Regions from separate parts of the Sus scrofa genome. Here region 2 is linked to region 1. The links are chromatin contacts, called in public HiChIP or PLAC-seq maps. All regions are on one chromosome and are shown on one strand. Each heading gives the region's core, a stretch centred on a gene start, on an enhancer-like site or on the middle of the called end of the contact. The rest is flanking DNA. Distances are from core to core; before and after follow the strand shown. Region 1 overlaps SPATA13 (spermatogenesis-associated protein 13). Region 2 overlaps SPATA13 (spermatogenesis-associated protein 13).

Region 1 (3,874 bases), core at 311-2,810:
CAACCAGCCAGACACTCTGATACTGGCTGCCGATGTCACCTTCGTTGCAAAATCCCTGCAGACGCCCCTAGAGTGAATTAGCCCCCCTAGTCCCTGGGCTCCAGGCATCTCAGTAAATTGCCTCACAAGGCCTAGGCTGATGCTTATATTCATCCTTTCAACAGGTTTATGTCGCTTCCTTCAGAACCAGGCTCTTAGGTCTTTGAGAGGAAGAAGTATGCTTTGTCCACTTAGTTAAGTTTATCTTGAGGTGACCTGTGTATCAGTTATGCTGCCGTGTCACTATCTGTACCAATGCTAACAATTCATCATCGTGTACCGTTTTATTACTCCAACGTGAAGGGATTCGGACTTTCACGACACTAAAAAACATTTTCCGATGGATTGGGAATTTGGCTCTAATAAATACAAACTTCTGCCTTTGGAATGGATAAGCAATGAGATCCTGCTGTGTAGCACTGGGAACTCTATCTAGTCACTTATGATGGAGCAGGATAATGTGAGAAAAAAGACTGTATACATGTATGTGTGACTGGGTCACCCTGCTGTACAGTAGAAAATTGACAGAACACTGTAAACCAGCAACAATGGAAAAAATAAAAATCATTATATATAAAAAAAGAAAAACATTTACCTAAAGATCATATATACGTTTTAGGATAGAAAGCCAGCAAAATACACGCATATCTGAGTTTCTCATTGGGGCAACATGCTTTTTAAAGACCAGCGACTTGCTATTCTGTCCACAGAGCAGAACAACGTGACTTTTGTCTGCTGCCTGCAATGAAACTGAAAATCACGGAAAAAAGCTTTTCCTGGAATTTCCGAGTAACATACCAACTTGCATTATTTAGAACTAATACTTTGACCTCTATTCAGTAACAGGGGTTGCAATTCAATCAGTGGTTTTGTAGCAAGTCTTGTAAATTGTGGGAGCTCGGCCAGACGTATTTATGAACAGAACTACGAGAAAGAATTTCAGCTGGGAATATTGTGAAATCCATTGTCTACAAGCTGGATTCTGGATTGCATGAACTTTAGACGGGAACACGTCTATTCATTCCTACTGAGCATTCTCTGAAAACAACTATGAGCAGTAATTCTTAAATAAGAACTTGAACTTGAATTTGAAAGTGAGGAACATATAGCAGGCTAAAGTACCAACAAGGAGGTTCTTGTAATTTACATCCTGGTAAATTATAGAAAATGTGACACCGGAAGGAAGCACTAATTCTGGAAGGTTGAAGGGGTGAAAGCACCGGGCCTTGAATCACAGCACAGCAGAACCTGCAAGGTCAGGACCCTGTGTCAAGCCAGGACAGGTGCCAGCACAGGTGAGAGCAGCAGGGGACCCGGCTCCAGCCCCAGAGCTGCCCCATACTGGCCAAAATGCAGGGGCCCTCCTAGCCCTCCCCCTTTCTCCCCACTTCTCATCAGTGAGCCCAGATCCGCTGCAGATGTGACTGTCCTGGCCATGCTCCCGGGTGTCAGCCTTCCGAGCACTGTCCCGACTGGTCTGACTCACCTCCCGCCCCGCCTTGGGGTCTGTTCCGAATGCAAATGGACAGGCGGCACTTCATCCCGTGTCGCTGTGCCTCTGGACCTCAGAGGACTCCCCTTAGGGGCCCTTCCTCACATTGCAACAATTCTGGGCCATTTCCTCAACGGCTCTGAGAGCCTCTCACAGCCACTCTTGGCTCTCTGTATTAGGGAAACACAACTTCCTTAATGGACGGTTTCCAACTGAGCTGGCTCCTGCTTCTGCAGGGGTCCTGGCCTGCCCCCACACCCCTCCCAGGGCCTCCTCCTGTGCCAAGGCACCAGGCCGGCTACACTGGCACCGCCCTCCTTCCAGCATGTGTCGTCCCCCCCCCCCCGCCCCCGCCCGCCTGAGCTCCTCTGGCTTCTCTCTGGTATCTCAGCCGTGTAAAGTAATCCCTCCATTAGATGCCCTTTGTTTGCAATATCTAGAGATGCTTCTCTTGCCCTGCCGAACAAACATGTATCTTTAACTCAAATCAGCTCCCCTAGAGCAACTCTCCCGACTCCTGACACAGCCCCTTCCTGGGGGCTCCCGAGTGCCCTGCTGCTTGAGCACTGGCCGCGCTGCTCTGTAGCTCTGGTCTACCCACGTTCCCCATGAAACTCGGACAAGGCCGAAAGGCAGAAGCCACGTCTTATCAAACTCTGCATCCTCTGCCTTCTGTGACTAAGGCTCTGGCACACGTGGGGCCCGATCACCGCCAGCTGAGAGGCTGGCCTGTGCTCCGTAGGAGGTTCAGGGCTGCCTGCTGGCCCTGCCCATCTTATTCTCCCGTTTCCCTAGGATTCATTCCAACATCATTCCCAGAACCTTGGTTAAATCAGGGCTCTGACTGGGAGCTCAAATTCTAGCATCCGCATTTTGGGGACAGGACATATTCTTTTTTTTTTGTGGCCACCCGCGGCATATAGAGTTCAAGGGCCAAGGATCAGATCCAAGCTGCGGTTGGGGTAATGCCGGGTCCTTAACTTGCTGTGCGGGGCTGGGGATCCAACCTGGGTCCCAGCGCTCCCAAGATGCTGCTGATCCTGTTGTACCACAGCGGGAGCTCCTGGGACACACTGTATTCTAAAGGGTTATTTATGAGCAATCCATTTCCCCACAGACTCTGTCCATCAAACCATATCTAAGTGATAACAGTTAAGTGATAAGTTAAACACTGCGTTTAACCATAATGTATAATAACATTTCCATTGGCAAATGCGTCTAAGATTCACTGAGGATTCCAGTTCCAAGGATGAAGTTCCCTTCCCTACTGCCCCGTCCTTAATACCAGACCTTCTTCCTCTCCCTGCAGCCCCACGTGGGAAAAGCTGTCCTCCCCATGGACAGGGTACCGTCAGGCCTCTCCAGGTGAGATGGGAGGATGCTTCTTTTAAACAGCCAATCAGGGCCCCGGTTTCATTTAAACAGCCAATCAGGGCCCCGGCTTCTTTAAGTAGCCAATCATGTGAGTGTCTAAAAACAAAGTGTACCGGAAAGCCCAGCTGCGGCTGGGACCGAGCCAGTGTGTCTCTGGGAAGGGTGTCAACTCTGCACCAGGTGTGACCGTCTCGGCTGGCCTTATCTGGGTTACGAGGCTAGAGCTAAACCGCATTCCTGCGGGTGACAATGGGGTTTCCCATTGGGGATGGATGTTTGCCCTGTCAATTTTGAGGGTTTCCAGAGGCAGAGGAAGCTCTTCCTGAGGTCGGGGGCTGGTGGGTCTAACCGGGTGAACTAGGGTAGGTCTTCGTCTGTGCTGTGCTCCCGGTGTTATCCCAACGCTCAGAAAAGGTGCCAGCCTCCGAACACCCCTCGCTTTACTTATTTTTTTTACTTTTCTTGTTCTTTTTTTCCTTTTAGGGCTATACCTGGGGCATAAGGGAGTTCCCAGGCTAGGGGTCGAATCAGAGCTGCAGCTGCCGGCTTATGCCAGAGCTTTTGGCAACACCGGATCCTTAACCCACTGATTGAGACCAGGGATTGAACCTGTGTCCTCACGGACACTAGTTGAGTTCTTAACCTGCTGAGCCACAACGGGAACATCCCACCCCCACTTTAAACATCAGAGTTGAAAAGGCCAAGGAAGACTACCCAAGGAAAAGGCTGAAGATGGCCTGTCTTGCTTCCTAAGCTTCCTCCCTGGCCCCCCTTTCTCAGCGGCCACCTCCCAAGTTCACAGTTAGGACCACCTCCGGCTGCGACCAACCCAAGACGGATGTCACCCCAGCCATGGCGCCTCCGCTGCACTGACCATGCAGAGCAAAGCAAGTTTTCCGGACGGGTGGCCCTGATCTTGAAGGCACTTTCAAGGTCACTGGAGCAAAAACATTTCTGCTCAAGAGATGG
Region 2 (3,571 bases), core at 99-2,598, 120 kb after region 1:
CCAACTATTAACCTCTTACATGGCCAATGGCATTTGAACCTGAGATGGTGACAGCTATGACCTGAGCTCCAGGGGGATTTCGACACGGCTGGCAAATGCCCCTTCCTCTGCTCCAAGCTCCCATCCGGATGCCACGCTGCACGGGGCTGTCACAGCGCCTGCGTCTTCTCTGGTTGGGGACAGTTTCTCAGGCTTTTCTTGTTCCACCGCAGTTTTAAAGGGGGTGGTGCAGTGCCTTCCACAATTTCCTGCCAGCTGAGTTGTCTGGGATTTTCCTCCTCAGTAGGCCAGGTTTGGGTTTGGGGACTGTCTCAGGAAAGGGAAACGTGCGCTCAGGACAAGAACATCCATGGTGACGGTAGCTCTGTCACCTGGTTAAGGTGCTGCCTGCCAGATTTCTCCGGTGAGGCTACTCTTTTTCCTTTAATTTAATGGTGATGCTTTAAATCCAAGTGTCACCCAGTCACCCAATCATGACACGTCAGCTTGATGGAGCCAGGAGGTGAGTCGTTTTCAGCAAGTTTTGTTGCCTTTCTTTTTTTTTCCCCGTCTTTTTCAGCTGCACCTGCAGCATATGGAGGTTCCCAGGCTAGGGGTCGAATCGGAGCTGTAGCCACTAGCCTACACCACAGCCACAGTCACGCCAGACCCGAGCCGAATCTGTGACCTGCACCACAGCTCGTGGCAATGCCAGATCCTTAACCCACTGAGCGAGGCCAGGGATCGAACCTGCGTCCTCATGAATACCAGCTGGGTTCGTTAACCACGGAGCCACGACGGGAACTCCAGGTTTTGCTGCTTTTATGCTGATGCGCTGACTGGGAGCTCAAGGACTTCTTCAGTTTTCTGGGACAGGATGGTGAATTCACAGAGGAAAGCAGTGTGTGGGGTGGGTCTGGTGTAGCTGAAGAGCAGGTGCAGGAGAGAGTAGGGGTCGTGACGGGAGGATCGAGGCCCCCCCGGGGAGGGGCACAGGAGGCCCTCGGGGCGGAGGCCCTCGGTGGGGAGTTAGCACAGCCCCACACACAGCACGTGGCTTCGCGGCCCGATGGCGGCCGTAGAGAGCAGAGTTTTGTCTGGTTTTACACGGGATGAAACAGAAGCGGGTGCTGACCCTCGTTCAGAGGAAGTGGGGAGGGGAGGAGGGCGCTTGGGGCAGTGTGTTCTTGGGTGACAGCCAGGGTTCCAGGCATTGGGGGGGCACTTGGGGACGATGTTGAGGGGTGTGTCTTCCTGCGGCCAGAGTCCAGAGAGGAGGAGGGGTGTGGAGGCCCCAGGCCAGGGGGCCGGAAGCCCAGGCCAGCTCGGGGTCACGACAAGGGGCTGGCGGATGGCCAGAGGGCTTCCGTCTTGGCCACGGAGGCGGACTGACAGTGATTCACCGGCTGGCCCCATGAATATTTATGGGTACCTCCTCTGTGCCAGATGGCGGCTTGGCACTGAGGACGCAGACGCGACCGGCACAGAACCCCCCACGTGGAGCCCGCCTTCTGGTGGGGCAGTCGTGGGCCCTGGGCGACAGGGCTGCTGTGCCGAGGCCTCCCAGGGGGGCCAGAGGCTGTGATGGGAGCCTCCCTCTGAGGCTGGCAGCCGCGTAGGGTGTGGGGATGGCAGCCGGGATGCGGGGCCTGGAGGCCAAGGTGAAGGGCGGGGGAGGGAGGGGCACCCACATCGCTTTGCTCGTCTGGCCAGGCGCACAGAGCATCCTGCTTCTCTTAGCCTCACATCTCTCCCAAAACACAGACGTGGGTCTTGGTCTTTTAAGTGCTGTGTGTGCCCAGCTCAGAAGACGAGCTGTCAAAAGACACCGTCTTGCCATTGGCTCGGGCACGCAGGTGTATAGGTGTTCTCTGTGCTGGCTCTGCGGGCCGACACGCCACCTGCACGGGGCTGACACGCGGGACAGAAGAACACGGAGCCACGGGCAGGGGGAGGGAGGATTCAACACACTGTACATTTTATATGGAAAACTCACGACGACCCCAAGGTTCAATTTACGCTCTCACCACCTTCAAAATCCAAACACAGGGCGTTCCCATCGTGGCTCAGTGGAAACGAATCAGACTAGTGTCCATGAGGTCACAGGATCGATCCCTGGCCTCGCTCAGTGGGTTCAGGATCCGGTGTTGCTGTGGCTGTGGGGTAGGCCGGCAGCTGTAGCTCTGATTCCACCCCCTAGCCTGGGAACCTCCATGTGCCGAAGGTGCAGCCCTAAAAATACAAAACAAACAAACAAACACAGGTTGATTTGTTGAGCCAGGCTCTAGGCTCTGCCCGCCTGCCCCTTTCTGGAACTTTCGGGGGCATCTCTGGCCAGTCATAATATACTCAGGCTGGCAGACAGCAGACCCTGTATTGAAGCTGTTCCAGACACTTCTGTTCTTTGTGTACTTGTAGTTTTAACTTCCTTTCTCATTTGGTAAAAAGTGATTGATTTCCTCCCTTCAACCGTGTCAACACCGGTGCAAGGCCTACGAGCTCCCTCCCCCGCTTCCCATCATGAGGCCCAGCTATGACAGACCCGCCCTAACGCCGTACAGGGCTTTGCAGAGAGAAATGGGCTGGTTTTCTCCAGCGGTAAAACCTTCTGCTACTCTGTCCCTTCGTTGTGAGACCGCCCACGTAAATATGCAATATCCTTATATCTCCTTCCAACCCCAACAGTCAAAAGACATTTTCCAGAACAAGATTTGACATTGCCAAGGTCACTGAGCAAAAGTCTTGCAATTGCTTTATTCTGCATCCGGGAGGGAGCAGACAGAACTGCTCAGGCAACTGACACGAGCTTTTAGAGGCCACTTGGCAGAGGACTGGGACAGCCAAGAGCGCCTAGATTTGGCAAGCAATTTCAAGGTTGGGATCCCACCTTATTCCTGGACAAATGAGAAGACTCAGGCCGCAGGAGGGTGGTGGCCCGGCCAGGGTCAGTCGGCTGGTAGGGCCTTAGCACCTGAGTCTCTGACCGTCAACACTCTGCTGTGCAAGGATGAAGGGATGGATTCAGAGCAACGTCCGTAACCCCGAGGAAGAGGGGAGAGGGAGGAGAGTATGAGAATACACCACAGAAAGTGCGTGTCACACAAAAATATAATATTCCCACGAGCATATACGCTGCATGCCATACACACGCAGACCACAGGCCGAGGCCCCTTTACTCTGTGTGGCACGTCATCCTTCAGACGGCTGAGGCCAGAGGTTTGCTGACCGAAACCTCCAACTATGTAAAATAAGAGAAGGCACATTTGCTTTCTTGGCGTTCACATTTTGAAGTAGAGCAACTAGTATTATGTGGTTCATAGAAAATTTGAATTATAACGTAAAATCACAGTCATAACAACACCTTCTGAAAAGTAACCAGTTGAATCTACTTATTTATTTATTTTTTTTTTCAGCTGCAACTGCAGCATAGGGAGGTTCCCAGGCTAGGGGTCGAAATGGAGCTGCAGCTGCCAGTCGACACCACAGCCACAGCAACGCCAGATCTGAGCCGCATCTATGACCGACACCACAGCTCAGGGCAAGGCCGGATCCCTAACCCGCTGAGCGAGGCCAGGGATCGAACCTGCATCCT

The links. HiChIP or PLAC-seq counts read pairs in DNA pulled down with a chosen protein or histone mark.
Region 2: an H3K27ac HiChIP or PLAC-seq map of skeletal muscle shows a contact between it and region 1, with 13 times the contacts expected there. The contact joins two enhancer-like sites. A contact is called at or near these places in 3 of 5 promoter capture datasets (fetal liver, fetal skeletal muscle and liver), 26 of 47 Hi-C or Micro-C datasets (adipose tissue, alveolar macrophages, blood and 13 more) and 2 of 2 datasets of contacts at active chromatin or transcription factors (alveolar macrophages and skeletal muscle).

What each region holds. Positions count from the first base shown.
Region 1 is chr11:2,869,326-2,873,199 of Sscrofa11.1, forward strand. The region is part of intron 4 of SPATA13 (spermatogenesis-associated protein 13); the gene reads right to left. Among named protein-coding and RNA genes, the nearest start is that of MIPEP, 81 kb to the left of the region's middle. Within about 2 kb of position 1,561, at least 32 of the 83 cell types and tissues checked have an H3K27ac peak or open chromatin away from gene starts, as enhancers often do. A contact at or near this core is called in adipose tissue, fetal liver, liver and 2 more, where this site is marked.
Region 2 is chr11:2,985,288-2,988,858 of Sscrofa11.1, forward strand. All of the region lies in intron 4 of SPATA13 (spermatogenesis-associated protein 13), which reads right to left. Among named protein-coding and RNA genes, the nearest start is that of AMER2, 140 kb to the right of the region's middle. Within about 2 kb of position 1,349, at least 29 of the 83 cell types and tissues checked have an H3K27ac peak or open chromatin away from gene starts, as enhancers often do. A contact at or near this core is called in adipose tissue, fetal liver, liver and 2 more, where this site is marked.